Regions from separate parts of the Macaca mulatta genome. Here region 1 is linked to region 2. The links are chromatin contacts, called in public Hi-C maps. All regions are on one chromosome and are shown on one strand. The core of a region is the stretch at or near the end of the contact, and the rest is flanking DNA. Distances in the headings are between cores, read along the strand shown.

Region 1 (5,074 bases), core at 1,695-4,194, 310 kb before region 2:
GAGGCATATAACATGTTTGATTTCACAGGTTCATAGATGGAGGGGAATTGGCCTCAGGATAAACTGTACCTTGAGCCTCAGATTTGATTTTGATGATCTTTAGATGAATTTAGACTTTTGAGTTGATGCTGGAATGAATTAAGACTTTTGGGGCTATTGGGATAGAATGAATATATTCTGCATGTGAGATGATATGAATTTTACAGGGTCAGGGCAGAAAGCTATGAAGTCCATGTTTATGTCTCCCCAAAATTCATATATACATTTTTTTTTTTTTTTTTTTTTTTTTGAGACAGGGTCTTACTCTGTCACACAGGCTGGAGTGCATTGGTGCAATTACGGCTCACTCAGCCTCGACCTTCTGGGCCCAAGTGATCTTCCTACCTCAGCCTCCCAAGGAGCTGGGACCACAGGCATGTGCCACCAGGCCTGGCATATATATATATATATATATTTTTTTTTTTTTTTTTAGTAGAGATGGGGACTTGCTATGTTGCCCAGGCTAGTCTCTAACTCCCAGGCTAAAGTGATCCACCTGCCTCAGCCTCCCAAAGTGCTGGGCCTCAAAATTCATATTTTGAAAACCTAATCACTAATGTGATAGTATTAGATGAGGCCTTTGGAAAGTGATTAGGTCATGAGGGTAGAGCCTTGTAAAACATGTCCAATAAAGCTACCTTGCCTCTTCTACCACATTAGGACATTTCTGAGAAGGTTCCATCTGTGAACCAGGAAACAGGCCCTTACCAGTCACTGAAACTGCCGGCACCTTAAACTTGAACTTTCTTGTCTCCAGAAATGTGAGAGACAAATTTCTGTTTTTCATAAACTACCCAGCCCATGGTATTTTGTTACAGCAGCCTGAACAAACTAAGACTTTTGTTTAAGGTACTTTTGTTCAGATCTAACTATATTGCAGTCTTTTGTTTTGGGGGCATATAATTTGCACCGTGTCTTATATGAAGGGCATGCAATAGACTCATTAAATGAAGTGATTATTATCTTGTGACAGGCCTCAGTAACATATACAACAAAGCCAGTAGGAAAACATCACAAAATGCATTAGACCTAATTTTATGGAAGGGTGAAAAGCCTTTTGAAATTGCATTGGAGCTAAACTGTAAGTAAAACTAGCAGTCAGCAATGCTATAAATTATCTACCACTTACCGTACAAACACAGTCATTTCGGCTCTATCTTCAATGAAGACATCTGACTCTAAAGGCCTGGGCGGATCAAATTGCTGTTCAGAGGGAATATACAGGGAAATGGTAATAGTAGACTCACTAAAAGGACCTGAACCAGGCTCCACGTAGCTTGTCACTGGAGCTGTCATCTTTATTTTCATCTCTGTGACATAAAAATGAAAGCAAATTTAGTGTATTTTTGACAGCTTTAAACATTTAACCTATTCTGTTTTGATCTGGGTTTCTTGATTTACTTCACATTATTGACATATTTACCTTCAAGATAATTTTCATCTTAAAACAGTAAGGCCAAAATTACTAAACTGCTCACTGCCCATATTAAACCACTTTCTGTAATACTGATATTCTGGGTTAATAAATTTTTAATTTTAGAGATAAAAGGGGAAATTAGAGATTACATGGTCAGTAAACTCTTTTTTCTTACAATCAGAAAATGAGGTCCCACAGGCTAAGAGACCTGCTAAAATATAAATAGCGGCAAAGCCAGACCAAAAGCTATGACTTGATGCTTCTAATCTTGGTACCTTCTTGCCTCCCGATGTCTCTGATCCTACCAGTCAGCAAATTATCTTGAAGTGTTAGCTATGGAAAAGGACTTATCACACGTTACACCAAACCCCAGTTCATCCAGCAAAATCAGAGAACAGAGGTTGAAAAGTAATACGCAGTGGAACTCTGGTCCTGAGGAGTCTTGTCTGAAAACAAGACAAGTCTTTGATGACTTGCTTATTTTTCTATTATAAAGGATATTTCTTTGACAAGCTAAAACTCAATAAGAAACCCAGGGACTCTTTCACAATATGCATAATTACAAGGAAAACTGCTTTTACCTTTCTCATTTTTGCCTTGAATGTAGCTGTTCAGTCTCGTAAAGCCCGTCTGGATGGCTGAATCCCAGTCCATAGACTCCACGGACGTGCTGACCCACTTGGCTGGTCCATAGCGTCGGATCTCATAACTTCCGGGCTAAAGCGGAACAGAGAAAACTTCGAGAAGCAATTCTAAGAGGGTAGGAGTGAGATGCAAAAATACCGGTGCCATGATCTCGGGTCGACCTGCAGCCGGCCTGTCTAGGGGCTGCACCGCCCTGGGGTCCAGCCCGAGGTCCCCGCTCCTTAGGTCTGGGAGGTGCCCCTCCACGAGGTTCCCCTCCTTGCGATTAGGGACCGCAGCGGCCCCAACCCCACACGCTGGGGACTCGATTCACACTTTAAAGACAAGCACCTATTACACTCCCTCGCTTCGGAGGGTTCCACCACGCGTTCTGGGACGTAACCAGTTCCTCCTCGCCCTACCACCCCGCAAAGACAAGAAATTGAGATGGGACCTGCGCTGGGGTAGAGGGGAGGGTAGACCTAAATGACCTGGGTTTCTCGTTTGTGTAGGATACGGGGTAGGGACTCGGACCATTTAAAGAATTCTACTTTTTACTTAACTCTATGGGACCCGCTGGCCTCATGGCAAATCAGCCCGAAGGCTGGCCCAGCCCTTCCGCTCCTGAGTCGGCGCCTACCTGGGAGCCCGCGTCCTCCGGGGCCTTCCAGCCCGGCGTCTCTACGGCTTGGGCCGCCGCGTCCTCGGCCGCCCCGGGGTCTGGCTGGAGCGGTTCGGCCATGGGCGGCGCCGGCGCTCTGGGAGCCTGGCCAGCCGCTCCAAGGGCCGGTACCCCGGGCCGTCCCACCCGCGTGTGCGCGCCCCGCCGCGGCCCCGAGTCCCCGCCCCGCAGACCCTGTTCCTCCTCCCCGCCGGGCGGGAGACCCGAGCCCGCCGATGCGCCTAACTCTGGACCGCGAGGGGGCGCCGCTACCAAGGCGGGGCCGGCTCACGACCCGGTACAGCTGCGGCCGGAGTTGCGCGCCCTGCCCTGGCTCCTCCGCGGGGACAGGGAACCGCACCTCGCTTCGGCCCGCCTTCTTTTGGGGCACCTCCCGCCCCCGTCCCTGCCTTTGTTTTTGAGAGAAAGGCAGGCAGAGATGGCCCCGCGGGCAGTCGCGGGTGGCGCTGTTTCTGTGCAACCGGTTTGGGCGCCTCTGCCGCGGCCCGGCCCGCGCTGGGAACCGCGGGCACTGAGCCGCCAAGAGGTTGTCCCAGCGCCGCCGCGAGCAGAGAAAGGCCGGAGGGGGTGCCTGGCGACCCGCCCCCCGTGGCCCGTGCCCGCACTCCTGGGGCTCAGCCAGGGCGAATGGTCGTACTCATCCCAAGAAGGTGTCCTAGGTACCAGACAGCTTTCAGCGTCCCTTGCGGAGGAGGTGGTGGGACCACAGACACATGGGGAGAATCTGGAACTGTTCTGGTTTCTGAACTTCCCCGACAGGACCCCAAACCCTCTGAGTCATCCCCCCAGGCTTAACGGGACTCGGGGAGAGTTAGTGCGGAGGCCAGACACTAGTGCTTTTCAAGAATTTTGGTTACCAAGGCTTTCCGGAGCCGAGCGAGGTGCGGCTCTGTTTCCCAACACCCGCGCTCCGCCCGCCAGGCCGACCCCGCGTTACTGTCCCCTGCGGCGGAGACCCGGCGCGGCTCCGGCGTCCTCCAGAGGACCCCCATCGTGGGAAACCAGAGCTCCGAGGCTCCCCGGGGCTACGGGACCGCCGCAGAAGCAGCAGGCCCTCCCCACGCGAAAACCAGCGGACAGAAGGGTGGCCACGTGAAAAGCAATGGTGACATCCCCCAAGGGTGAAGGGGAGTTGGCCCCTGTGAACAGAAGAGGCAGCCGGGGCCACTGGCAATGACATGGAGCCAGCACCCCCTAGTCAGGGTGCTGAGGCCAAAGGGGAGCCTCCCTCCCCCGCAAGGAGACTCCCAAGAAGACGAAATTGTCTTTCAAGGCCAGGCATGGTGGCTCATGCCTGTAATCCCTGCATTTTGGGAGGCCAAGACTGGGGGAATCGCTTGAACCCAGGAGTTCCAGACCAGACTGGGCAACATGTCGAAAACCCATCTCTACAATACTACAATAAAATAGCGTTGATGGTATAGTGGTGAGCATAGCTGCCTTCCAAGAAAAAAAAAAAAAAAGCTGGGTGTGCTGGGGTTGTGATCTCAGCTACTCCCGAGGCTGAGCTGGGAGGATCCGCTTGAGCCTGGGGAGGTCGAAGCTGCAGTGAGCCGAGATCACGCCACTGCACTCTAACCTGTCTTAAAAAAAAAAAAAAAAAAAAAAAAAAAAAAAAAAAAAATCTCTTTCAAGAAGGCTTTCTAAGAGCAGCTTGTCCTTCAAGACAAATGGGAAGGAGGGTGGGGTGCTGCTTCTGCCTCCTCACCTATGGACGAAGAGCAGGAGCGGGGCGGGAGGAGATCAGTGCCTGCAGCGACAAGGGCACTGCCCAGGAAGGGAAGGCTATTGCTACCCCTGACAGCCGGGAGCCCCAGGCCAAGGGGGCAGAGGCAGTGCTGCCTCAGAAGAAGAGGCAGGGCCCCAGGCTACAGAGCTGTCCGCTGCCTTGGGGCGGAGAGTGGCCCTACACCAGCCCACGCTGAGCAGAATGAATAGTGGGGTGGGCCAGGTGGTTGATCTCTAAGCTGCAAAAACTGCTGTTGTTGTGAGGTCACTGCCTGGACCTGGTGCCCTGGCTGCCCTCCTGTGCCCAGAAAGGAAGGGGCTATTGCATCCTACCAGCTACATTCCCTTTCCTTCTCTCCCTCCTGTGGATTCTCCAATCCGCCATCTGGCTTTCCTCTTAAGACCAGTTGAAGATGGTCCCTTCCAGCCTCCCAAGTTAGATTAGTGATATGAAATCCTCCTTTCCCTGGCCCTGCCTCCTTCCCTGTCCCCAGCCCTGCAGAAGGCAATTTTTGGTTTTCTTCCCCAATTATTTTCCAAGTAGGTTTTGTTTACCCTACTCCCCAAGTCCCTGAGCCAGAAGT
Region 2 (5,555 bases), core at 2,327-4,826:
GAGTTGTTCAGAGAAGAGCCGAGACATTGACAAAGAAACAGAAAAAATTAAAATAACAAGAGATGTTCAGCCAGCCAAAGAGAAGAAATGCCAGACATGAGTGATGGAGGAATGAAAGAAGGGTGAGTCTCCACTTAATGTTAGAAGACTTACTATTTGTCAATGATTTCAAGGGGAAAAAATCATACGATATTATGCTGAGATAGAATAAGGATGACAATTTTAACAATAAGACCTTCTAAAAGGAAGAGTGCTCAGAGACCCTGTGAGTTATTTTGAGTCTAGACAGATTCTCATGTTCATTTGACAAGTGTTTCTTGGAATCTGATTATGTTCCAGGCACTGGGTGCTGTGCACACAGTGGTGAGAGGTAACATATGACACTTTTGTCAACATCGAATTTACATTGCAGTGGGAGTGGATAAAAATTATTCAGAATAAATATATAATGAAAATTGTGAGAAAAGTTTGGAAGGAAAGACATACAGGACTTTGAGGATGTGTAACGGGAACTTAATCTACTTGGGGGCTTTCTGTGGAAGCGACATTTTGCTGAGGTCAAGGGGTCAGTAGGTGTTCATCAGGTCAGAGGAGCAGGACTGGGTGGGTGAGGTAGAAGAATCCTGGGTTGACGTTTACTGTGTCTTCATAGTCACAGTTAATTTACATAGGATACTCTTGGTTTTCTGGATCATAGCTATGGTTCTAACTCAGGCTACGCTATTGTTAGGGACTCTCAGTGGTCCACAGCTATCACATGATCTCATCAATGTTCAATGTGACAAAATAAGGCCCGGCATCTTTGCCAAATGGTTGACAGTGGGAGTATTTGCCACATCCAGAGGAGACTGTCACTCCATATCCACTGGAGGGTACTTCATCCATGGACTCAACTGGACAGCCACAAGAGAACCATGTTAAAGGCCCAAAGGTCCTACAGAGATGCCCAGAACGGTGGCAGGGGGATCGTGTCACTGCAGCTTGGGAGATGACTAGGAGCAGTTTGGGTGTTTACAAGGACCAAAAGAAGGGAAGAAAGAAGGAGACATTTGAATACATACATAAACTCTTACGAGTGCTTACTGTGATGAACAGCACTATCTCTGCTGTCAGGCTGCCTAGGTTGAAGCCTGGCTTTGCCACTCCGTGACTGCATGGTCTTGGGCAAGTCACTTATTTGTGCCTCAATCCCTTGTGTAAATGAAGGAGATGCTGGTACGTACCTCATAAGGTGGATGTGAAATACCCACTGGGACATAGTAAACTCCAGCAGATTTTGTTAGCTGCTATTATTATTATTACTATTACTTTCTACCAATTTTTATTTTTAAAATTATATATTTATGTATTTTTGTTGGTAACAGATAACCCCAAGTTAGAAAAATAAAACCTTTTTCTTTATAGTGATAGTTTCATGGGTATGTACTTATCTTCAAATTTGTCAAGTTGTATATATTAAATATATACACTTTTTTGTATGTCAGTCAAGCCTCAATTTAAAAAAAGTTTCTTTAGGTACAATTCACATTTTCGCCAAGTGCTCAGTGCTCAGGCGCAATCCCTACATTATCCAGCAGGGGGAACTATCCAACTGCCTACTGTTTTCTATGCGCCATCATTTTATGAATATGGCTAGGATGAATGATTGCATTGTCTAAAATAACTTAGTCACTTACAGTTGGTATTCACCTATAGAATTTGCCCTTTAGAAACATGGAAATTCCCCTCTTTCAATCTTCTAAAGTGGAAAACCTGTATGAAAAATCATCATCAATCCTTACCATATACAGGCACTATCTTGAGCACTTTAGATGTATTTGCTCTTTTAACACTCATTAAAACACTGAAGTTAGCACTATCTGTCTTACAGATGAGGAAACGGGGGCACAAAAAACTGAAGTAACCTGCCCAGTGTCACACAGCGAATATGAGAAAGCATTTAAACCTGAACCATCCGGTTCCACAGTCCACACCACATGCTGGGTAAGTTATTGTTGGAAACCCACCAGGGTCAATGTGGTCTCTTCCAGAAATTGTGAAGAGCTAATCTCCTTGTGTTCACCTCAGCATTGATGAGCTCTTTTTCTCAAGCCCATCGGAAATTGTTTCATTGAATAACAGAAAGAAATTATATATATCAAGTCCAAAATTATTCAGAGATATTAAGACGCCTGCGAAACTCTCATTTTGTCTGAAGCCATTTTGCTTCTGGTCAGTATTTGACTTATAAGAAAATTTTTTCTCACAAATATATTATACATAGCTAATTAAACAAATATCTTCATTACTTTTGAAAACCCTGAGAACATAAATATCACAATTTTCTTCACACAACTTCCACGATACAAAGTTAATTTTTGGCAGAACACCCTCTTGTGTTCTTTGAAAGTGAAAATATTTACCTGTAATAAAAATATAGGATGTGGTTTATGTAAAACTTGAATTATGTAAAATGAAGGCTGGGGAAATTATTTCATGTGTTTTCAGATACTTTATCCATGCTTTTATTTATCCTCAAGAATTGCCAGAAAATGGCATAAGTCAAAATAGTATTCTGTTTCTATTGAGAATATCAAATTGGAATACAATTTTAAATATTTTTTAAGTAGTTCCCACTTTTATATTAAATTAACAGAAAACGTAGGGGATTCAGAACAAATCTTTGGAGGTACATGACCCCCATAAGATGTTTCAGTGATTTTTCCCAAGGCCACTGAGATGCCTGACACTGAGAACTCCTTTGTCCTCAGCGGCACACCTGGCTGCCACCCCACCCTCCCTGCCACACCTGAAGAGTCAGGACGTTGACGGGAGCTAGCCCAGGACACCGAGGGGGGATTCTAAATGCAGGTTGCATGCTGACGTATGATTTTTATTTGGAAAAACCTCAAAATAGTAAATGAAGATTAGAAAGAGTGCAGTTTAAACAGGTAGAGATTCGTGATAGGAAGTGGACTGCAGCAGAGGCGACATGAAATTATCTGGGGAAGCCAGATGAAGCCTTTCCGAAAAAAGCGAGCATTTGTTAAATTACATGTTCAGTCATCAAATTCACTGAGCTTCCCTTGAGATCCAGACACAGTGCTGGACACTAGGGATACACAGATAAATTCAGCATAGCCTCCGCTTTCCAAAAGCTGGCAACTCAGCAGGAAAGAACAGCATGCAAAGAGGTAAGAGTACCCGGGGAGCCAAGGTCCAAGGTGCAAAGGTGGAGCCTAGGAGGAAGGGATCACCTGTGTCAGCAGGGGTCAGGGACGGGCTCCTGGGTTTGGGACGGGCTTCTGGGTTTGGGTGCACGCGTCCAAAGGAGTGCAGCCTTTATCCACAGGTGCAATTACAACACCCATCTCACACTGCTGAAAACTCAAATATGGCATTGCTGACCACCGCGCCACGATGCGACATCAGGGGTCAGATATTAGGCTGGCGCTGTGCAGATAAACAGGTGTATATGTTGGTGCGCCAGGAAGACAAAACACGCGCCTGGAGAGGACCAGGCGAGCGGGACTGGAGGCTCGGGGGACGCGTGGGACCCTCGGGCCGCCTTCCGCCGCCGCCCGGTGTCACCCCAGCCCCGCCTGTTTACCAGCGGCCCCGCCCGCCCCGGCCCGGCTGGCAGGTCGGGGCGGGCGCGCTCTGAGTCACAGGAATCTAGGTGGGGCCGCCCGGAGCGGCGTCCTCGGGAGCCGCCTCCCTGCGGCCTCTTCACTTTTGTGGCAGCGCCCGCGCTCTCAGGCCACTCTCCGCTGCCGCCCGTCCCGCGCGCTCCTCCGCTCGCTCCACTCAGCTCGGCCCCGCGCCGTCCGTCAACATGATCCGCTGCGGCCTGGCCTGCGAGCGCTGCCGCTGGATCCTGCCCCTGCTCCTACTCAGCGCCATCGCCTTTGACATCATCGCGCTGGCCGGCCGCGGCTGGTTGCAGTCGAACGACCACACGCAGACGTCCTCGCTGTGGTGGAAATGTTCCCAAGAGGGTGGCGGCAGCGGGTCCTACGAGGAGGGCTGTCAGAGCCTCATGGAGTACGGTGAGTGCCAGCCCGCCGCCGCCGCCGCCTCCAGGAAGCCCTCGGGGCTGCGGCCTGCAAAAGCCGCAGCGCGTGGTGGGCCCTCACAGGGTCGGGGGAGCCGGTGCCTTTCAGAATGCCTGTTTAGGGCGAGCTGGGGCTCATGCATCCGACCTGAACCAAATGCAGCAGCGGTAGCTTTGGGTGGCTAACACCAAGCTCAGAAACAGAAAAAAAAAAAAAAAGAAAAAAGAAAGAAATGGCCCTAGTTCAAACTGTATAGTTTTTTTTTTCCTGGGTTTTATCAGTTACGTACGAAAGATTATTTCAAGCATTGCAAGTTTAGATGAGTAAATCTAATGAACAAAGTTTCTTGGAGACTTGAAATTTCTCTTCCTCCTGTTTCTTCTTATGATTAAAATATAAATATTGAAATAACGTGCCTCCCCTAATATCAGTGGATTCGTTCAACTTGATATAGCTGAAAAAAACGTTCCCATTAAAAAAAAAACCCCTTCAGGCAGTTTTAGCAGTTAACGATTTCAATAGCTACTTCAGTCTTTCTTACCGGTCTGGCTAGTTCTTGTTAGCTCTTGTTCTAGGGAGTGTCCTTTGGCTTAAGCATGGCATTGCTGTTTAGAAAACTTAATTATTTTAATCTGATTTGAAATCTAAAAAGCAAACACATTCCCTACACCCGCGAAGTGAAGCAGAGTTGGCAAATTTAATGTACCTGGGGTGTGCCATTTTCCCAGCATGGAGGAAGCTCCCTGCTTGCCTTGCTGATAGTCAGGATTGGAGCGTGGTTCTTGTTTGAAAAGGCATTTTCTTTCACAGTGGGAAGCCCCCTCTCCTTGCCTAGGGGTGGACGGGAATCACAGCTGGGGTCTACTGTGATTAGCAATGTGTGTGGGAGAGATGGGGGGCTGTGAGAGCCTAATAAAACCTTAAAGCCAAATGGGCTTTACCTACTGGGTTTAATAGTTTTAAACAGAGAAAGCAATCTACCCTGCCTGTTTTCAATTCTTACTATTATCATTTACTTGATTCTTTCTTTGAAGTGGCCCAGGGCTTCCAACCCAATCCTGTTTGTGTTTCTGGGGTACTATATCAGCAGCCTAGTGCCCTTTCTTTTGTGTAATCCTTTGGACGTCCTCATGATGAACTTCCCCCACAGAAGCAAGCATGGTCCCCATTAGCCGGGTAATAAAATGTAAACACTGCAGAAAATTCCAGCTTTCCTTGCAGTTTGTGTGTTTTCTTCTCTGAAAACCCATACAAACACTGCGCCAGTTCAGGTCTGTATCATCTCCGGTCTTTTAGGTTTTTAAAGGGAATTCATTGTTTTTTGAAATAACGTACCTCTATCTTCTAGTTAAAATGCATCTGAACTCAGTCTTGTAGGGGACCTAACAGATCTGCGTTTGTGTTTTTAAACATACTTTGATAATTATACCCTACTCCAAAGACTAATGCAGACCCAAAGTATACGCAGTAATCCTCCACATATAAAGTAAGGTTAGTGTGCCTTCGACTGGGGGGGCGGAT

What was found. Hi-C and Micro-C count contacts between places; a contact is called where the count stands out from the background.
Region 1: a contact with region 2 is called in a Hi-C map of cortical neurons, with 4 times the contacts expected there. The contact joins the promoter of HEBP2 here to the promoter of PERP in region 2. A contact is called at or near these places in 5 of 14 Hi-C or Micro-C datasets (cortical neurons, fetal cortex germinal zone, fetal cortical plate and 2 more).

Annotation. Positions count from the first base shown.
Region 1 is chr4:43,499,537-43,504,610 of T2T-MMU8v2.0, reverse strand. It overlaps HEBP2 (heme binding protein 2), which reads right to left and starts at 2,944. Exons shown (of 4, transcript NM_001194081.2): 1 at 2,721-2,944; 2 at 2,038-2,173; 3 at 1,169-1,349. The coding sequence starts at 2,822. It also overlaps the pseudogene LOC144340771.
Region 2 is chr4:43,185,430-43,190,984 of T2T-MMU8v2.0, reverse strand. PERP (p53 apoptosis effector related to PMP22) reads left to right here and starts at 3,576. Exons shown (of 3, transcript XM_001095578.5): 1 at 3,576-4,028. The coding sequence starts at 3,815.